Regions from separate parts of the Mus musculus genome. Here region 1 is linked to region 2. A link is a contact called in public Micro-C data. All regions are on one chromosome and are shown on one strand. The core of a region is the stretch at or near the end of the contact, and the rest is flanking DNA. Distances in the headings are between cores, read along the strand shown.

Evidence for each region. Hi-C and Micro-C count contacts between places; a contact is called where the count stands out from the background.
Region 1: a contact with region 2 is called in a Micro-C map of embryonic stem cells, with 5 times the contacts expected there. The contact joins two enhancer-like sites. A contact is called at or near these places in 2 of 39 promoter capture datasets (the HPC-7 cell line and trophoblast stem cells) and 1 of 484 Hi-C or Micro-C datasets (embryonic stem cells).

What each region holds. Positions count from the first base shown.
Region 1 is chr12:4,355,786-4,358,650 of GRCm38.p6, reverse strand. The region is part of intron 2 of Ncoa1 (nuclear receptor coactivator 1); the gene reads left to right. Among named protein-coding and RNA genes, the nearest start is that of Gm51963, 100 kb to the left of the region's middle. Within about 2 kb of position 1,515, at least 40 of the 459 cell types and tissues checked have an H3K27ac peak or open chromatin away from gene starts, as enhancers often do. A contact at or near this core is called in embryonic stem cells and trophoblast stem cells, where this site is marked.
Region 2 is chr12:3,958,688-3,961,387 of GRCm38.p6, reverse strand. It overlaps Pomc (pro-opiomelanocortin-alpha), which reads right to left. Exons shown (of 3, transcript NM_001278584.1): 3 at 745-1,495. The coding sequence ends at 920. Among named protein-coding and RNA genes, the nearest start is that of Pomc, 5.1 kb to the right of the region's middle. Within about 2 kb of position 1,362, at least 317 of the 459 cell types and tissues checked have an H3K27ac peak or open chromatin away from gene starts, as enhancers often do. A contact at or near this core is called in embryonic stem cells and trophoblast stem cells, where this site is marked.

The DNA of each region.
Region 1 (2,865 bases), core at 266-2,765, 400 kb before region 2:
AGCTTTTCTAGCTCCGTTCTTTGTAATACCTAATTAGTTTCACAGTCTGTACTAGAAGTAAATTTGAATGTTACTGAATAGATAACATTCTCACTGAATTCCTACTGAATTCCAAGCTCATAGGCTTCAAGGATTTTCTAGGATACTGGAACACTGGTGGAACCTTACCTATGTCAAAAATCAATCTTTAAAGGCACTTATAACAAAAAAATACTGAAAGAGAGCATACATCATACTAATGCGGGAACAGGGTTTGAGTATGCGGACTATGAGAATGCCAGGGTTCCAGGAGGCATAGTTTCCTTGAAACTCTTTGCCTTGTGACTGCCTCTAGGCCTTTCGACCCAACAGGCCACTTCACTGGAGTGGGCGTAGCACCTGGGTTCTATGAGAAAGCAAGCTGAGTAAGCCACAGGAAGCAAGCCAGTAAGTAACATCCCTCCATGGCCTCTGCATCAGCTCCTGCTTCCTGATCTGCTTGAGTTCCAATCCTGACTTCCTTTGGTGCTGAACAGCAATGCAGAAGTGTAAGCTGAATAGATCCTTTCTTTTCTCCCCAACTTGCTTCTTGGTCATAATGTTTGTGCAGGAGTAGAATCCCTGACTAAGATAGGTGCCATTAGGCAGCCATTTGGGTTGATTATCTAAGGGCTATTGAGGCCACATTTGACTGCAAAAGTGAATAAATTTAGGGCCCTTCAGGTGTGTCAGATATAGAGGCTGGAGACTTTCTAAAGGCATCCCAAGGGGCAATGAGCTGGTATGGAAGACACTGTTCCCATGGATGAGAGAGGGGAAGGAAAAATGTCACTTCAACCTGTGAAAGAACTCAGTGGGGAAACCCCCACTCAGCTCCTGATTCGGCGTGCACCCAAGAATCACGAATAGAACACAACACCTTGATGTAACAAGAGGTTTTTTAATGGCGGAGCTCCGGGTCGAAACGTATCTCACATAACAGGAGACAGTGGATTCGACCACGAGGCTTGGAAGCTAGGGGTTTTTATAGAAAAGGAGTGGGGCTGGGGGAGGAATTGGCGCGGTTTCACATGATTGGTCCATTTAAACATCAGCAGCCTGTAACATTTAACTTAGGTCAGAGGGGTGGGAGCTAGGGAGGCGATGGGCTTGCCCGGGCATGTCCTGGTCTGTTCTCAGCCCCAGGTTTCAAAGCTCAGAAACAACTCTTTGGGCTATTTAACATACATTACATCAATTACAGTTTTATTTCCTTTCACCTGTAGTCGTGGCTGTTCAAGGGCTCAGGGAGGACCAGAGGAAGATACTAGCCATTTAGTGGGTCATCACCTCACTCAACAGGGGTTGGGGCTTAGCCTGGCTAAGCTTAAGAGAGACTTCTGGTCTGCTAGCAGGGCTTAGTAGAGGCCAGAAGTGGAGAAGGAAACTTAAGCCTAGGGCAGGGTGGGGACAGAGTCACAAAAGCCAGGAGGGCCCAAAGGAGCCGTGGGATGTACAGGCAGCTCCAAAGTGAAGGTTGAAGAAGTGGGCAAGAAAGGACATGCTAACCAGGCTGGGCCTGAGGCAACTGCAGGATTGCAGCTCCACGGGTTGGGGTGTGAGTCAGGTGATGAAGGCCACTGTAGCCTTTAAGACTGGCCTGCGGCACCAGGGGGTGCCAGATACTCAGTGGTCACTTCTTGGATCTGGGAAGCATTTACACTGACTAAAGGGAAAACTTACCTAGTTAGAGCGGGTGGATGGGTCCTGAGCTGTGCCAGCTGGAAGGTGACTGTGTTGTGGGTTAACTAGAGATGAGGAATAGGGGACCAGTGCATCTTAGACCCAGAGGTGGAGCATAGACACCAGGAAGGCATATTTGAGTCTGAGCATCAAGTGTTACAGCTCTGAGGGAAACCAAGGAATACCACAAAGACACACCGGACAGCAAATCTCACACAAGAAATGTATTGGTAGGGGAAAACCCAGATCTGTTCAGGTGAGAAGGAACAGAGAACTGAGCAGAAGGTAGGGTTTATGTGGGATTTCTTTGGGGGCAGATATTTCTAGGGTAGCCTGAGATCTGTGGTCTGATCTTGAAGCTCAGGGACTAGTGGAATTTTGTGTTCAAGGAATGGTGGGATTCTATGGCAAGCTCAGGGGTTGATGGGATTCTGTTTTTTAGCCCTGGTCTTTGGCTTGGGGTGAAGTCAGGGTGTTCTTTCCTTGACCCTTGTCTTGGGGTAGGTCAGGGTCAGGGTGTTTTTCCTTTGTCCTTTCATCCTACACCAGGAAATCCAATACCCTCTTTTAACCTCCACGGGCACAAGACAACATGTGTTGCAGATATGTACACGCAAGCAAAACATTCACATACATAAAAGAAAATTAATATACTTTTGAAAAAAGATTAAATAAAGAATGAAATTCTATTTGAATGTTTGATATTACAGGATGCAAAGTATCTTTGCATTTTTCAGAATTGATCAATATTTTGATACTTTTTACTTGTCAGTGCTGAGAAAGCTGCTTCACATAAATATGTAGTAGAAAATGGCAAAGCATATTTAGGACCATTTCAGAAATTACTGGAAATTCTAACCCAATCCCAAATCAAAATTCATGTAATTATCTTTTTAAAAGAATTAAGTTGAAGGAGCTGGAAAGGAGGAGTCAACAGTCAGGAGCACTTGCTGCTCTTCCAGAAGCCTCAAGTTTGCTCTCAAAACCCATAGCAAGTGATAGGAAGTGCTCCCAAGCGCCTGCAACTTCAGTTCCTGAGCATCTGACACTATCTTCTGGGCTCAGTGTACACACACACACACACACACACACACACACACACACACGGGAGGGGAGGGAGAGGAAGAGAGAAGAGAGAGAGAATGGAGAGAGAAAAGAGACGTA
Region 2 (2,700 bases), core at 113-2,612:
GGGGTATAAAGAAGAGGGTGAGACCGTGTGTCTTAAGAGTTTATGTGAGGGCTGGTGAGATGGCTCAGCAGGTAAGAGCACCCGACTGCTCTTCTGAAGGTCCGGAGTTCAAATCCCAGCAACCACATGGTGGCTCACAACCATCCGTAACAAGATCTGACTCCCTCTTCTGGAGTGTCTGAAGACAGCTACAGTGTACTTACATATAATAAATAATAAATCTTTAAAAAATAAAGGGAAAGGAGAAATGCACTTTAAAAAAAAAAAAAAAAAGTTTATGTGAATAACCAAATCAGACCGGCTACCACCTCTCAATTCTCACATTTTCCTGAAAAAATGATGGAATCTCTATTTTCCTTTTATCCTCCCCAGAGCCCTTATACCAAGAATATAAAGAGACAGATAACTAATCCCTGGGAGGGTTCAGGAACCTGCCTGGGGTCACAGATAAGGACTCAACATTGCAGAGTGTCCCTGTGTCCCTGTAACTTCCTGAGTGACATCCCAGAGACATTCCCAGTGGGGAATAGGTCTTGGTAGCGCCACCTGGCTTCAGGTCCCTAAGGTCAGTCACTCTTGTAGGACTTGGCTTTGGGCCAGGCTCAAATTAAGCAGCCATTCTAGAAGAGTTGGACAGAGAACCACCCTGGGCCACCCAAACTATCTAGTCCCCCACCAAGAGTGTTTGCTGGGGCAAGGAGGTTGAGAAATGTTTTCTTTACATTCTAGCATCTGGTCACGTGATAGTGTAACTGGACAGTTGTGTTTTGACTTTATTTACGCAGTTTTTATTGAAGATCAGAGCCGACTGTGAAATCTGAAAGGTTTTATTTCCTAACACAGGTAACTCTAAGAGGCTAGAGGTCATCAGCTCGCCCATGCAGGGAGGGGGCCTTGGAATGAGAAGACCCCTGCACCCTCACTGGCCCTTCTTGTGCGCGTTCTTGATGATGGCGTTCTTGAAGAGCGTCACCAGGGGCGTCTGGCTCTTCTCGGAGGTCATGAAGCCACCGTAACGCTTGTCCTTGGGCGGGTTGCTCCAGCGGAAGTGCTCCACCCGGTAGGGCCCGTCGTCCTTCTCCGCGTCGGACTCCAGGACCTGCTCCAAGCCTAATGGCCGCTCGCCTTCCAGCTCCCTCTTGAACTCTAGGGGAAAGGCCTCCGCCGACTCGTTCTCAGCAACGTTGGGGTACACCTTCACCGGGCGCCGTTTCTTGCCCACCGGCTTGCCCCAGCGGAAGTGCTCCATGGAGTAGGAGCGCTTGCCCTCGCGTGGACTCGGCTCTGGACTGCCATCTCCCCACACCGCCTCTTCCTCCGCACGCCTCTGCGCCGCGCTGCCAGCACTGCTGCTGTTCCTGGGGCCGAAGCGGTCCCAGCGGAAGTGACCCATGACGTACTTCCGGGGGTTTTCAGTCAGGGGCTGTTCATCTCCGTTGCCAGGAAACACGGGCGTCTCCAGCGAGAGGTCGAGTTTGCAAGCCCGGATGCAAGCCTGTAGGGAGGCCAGGCGAGTGAGCCAAGCCTGGCTCTGCGGCCACCGTTTCTGCACCCTAATTCGGGTTCCAGTTTGGGCCTCAAGACCATCACACCTAGCAGTGTGGACTCCCGAGGTCCCACCAACATCCTGCACCAAGCAGCTATTGCCCATGCATGATTCTGCCTAGATGGCAGTAAGCAGCCCAATCGACCCCTTGCTTATTTGTCTTTCTTAGCTCTTACTAGCAAGGTCTTGCACCAAAAGGGGTGTTGTCAATGGAGTCAAAGTATGGTACTATTTAAGTCCAGGACAGGCATGGGCCTGGAATTTGGGAAAGAATATTCCTGCTAATAGGTTTCTGGCTTCTGGGGGTCTGGACTTTAACAATGATCCAATCTTGCACCAGTAATCTACAAAGTTTTGTGCCTACTCCAGCCATGTATCCCTAGGTCTCTTGTCTCAAAACTTTCTTGCACCCACTAGGTCTTTTACTGTGTGCACTGATCTTGTATCATCTCAATCAGAATTTTGAGACAAACTGGTTAGTTTCCCTGCCACCTTATCCTAACTGGAAGAGAGGGTAAAAGGCACAGGATAAATCCTCCGCGAGGGGTCTGCTGGTGCAGCTACACCTAGAAGACTCACAACTGCATTCCTGGTTATTTTCACATAAGCTGCATCGTTAAGAAAGAAGGATCTGGTTAAGATCCCCCAGCTCATTGTGAGGTGTCAGAGAAACAGAGCCCATGACCTCTGACCTTCTTTACCCGCCACCCCCACCCCTTTCCTGGTGAGATCTCAGGAGAGGCTATGGAAGTCAGAAGCCTTGGGTTTTTCTGAACTGGATCTCCCAGGATTCCTTGGGCCTTCTAAGACTAAAACACACTGTATATGACCCTTGCTCTTGAGGAGGTCTCTTTCACCCTCAACTGTCCATTGATAAAACAAACAGGATGCTGTGGCAGACACTAGCGGGTACCCAACATTTGTGTGCACACATGTGCATGCACATGGTGACCTGAAAGGGGCCCCAACCTGTCCCAGAGAGCTTTTACATGCTTCCGCAGGTAAGACTGGGAAGGACCTTGGCTGAAGCCCTGTCTTCTAGAAGCAGCATGGGATATTTGGCACCAGTTTGGGGGAAGAAGAGGGGGGATGTTTTGGTCTTTTCTTCTCCCTCTGGCCCTCTGGAGATGGAGTGTGGAAATACCTGACTAGTA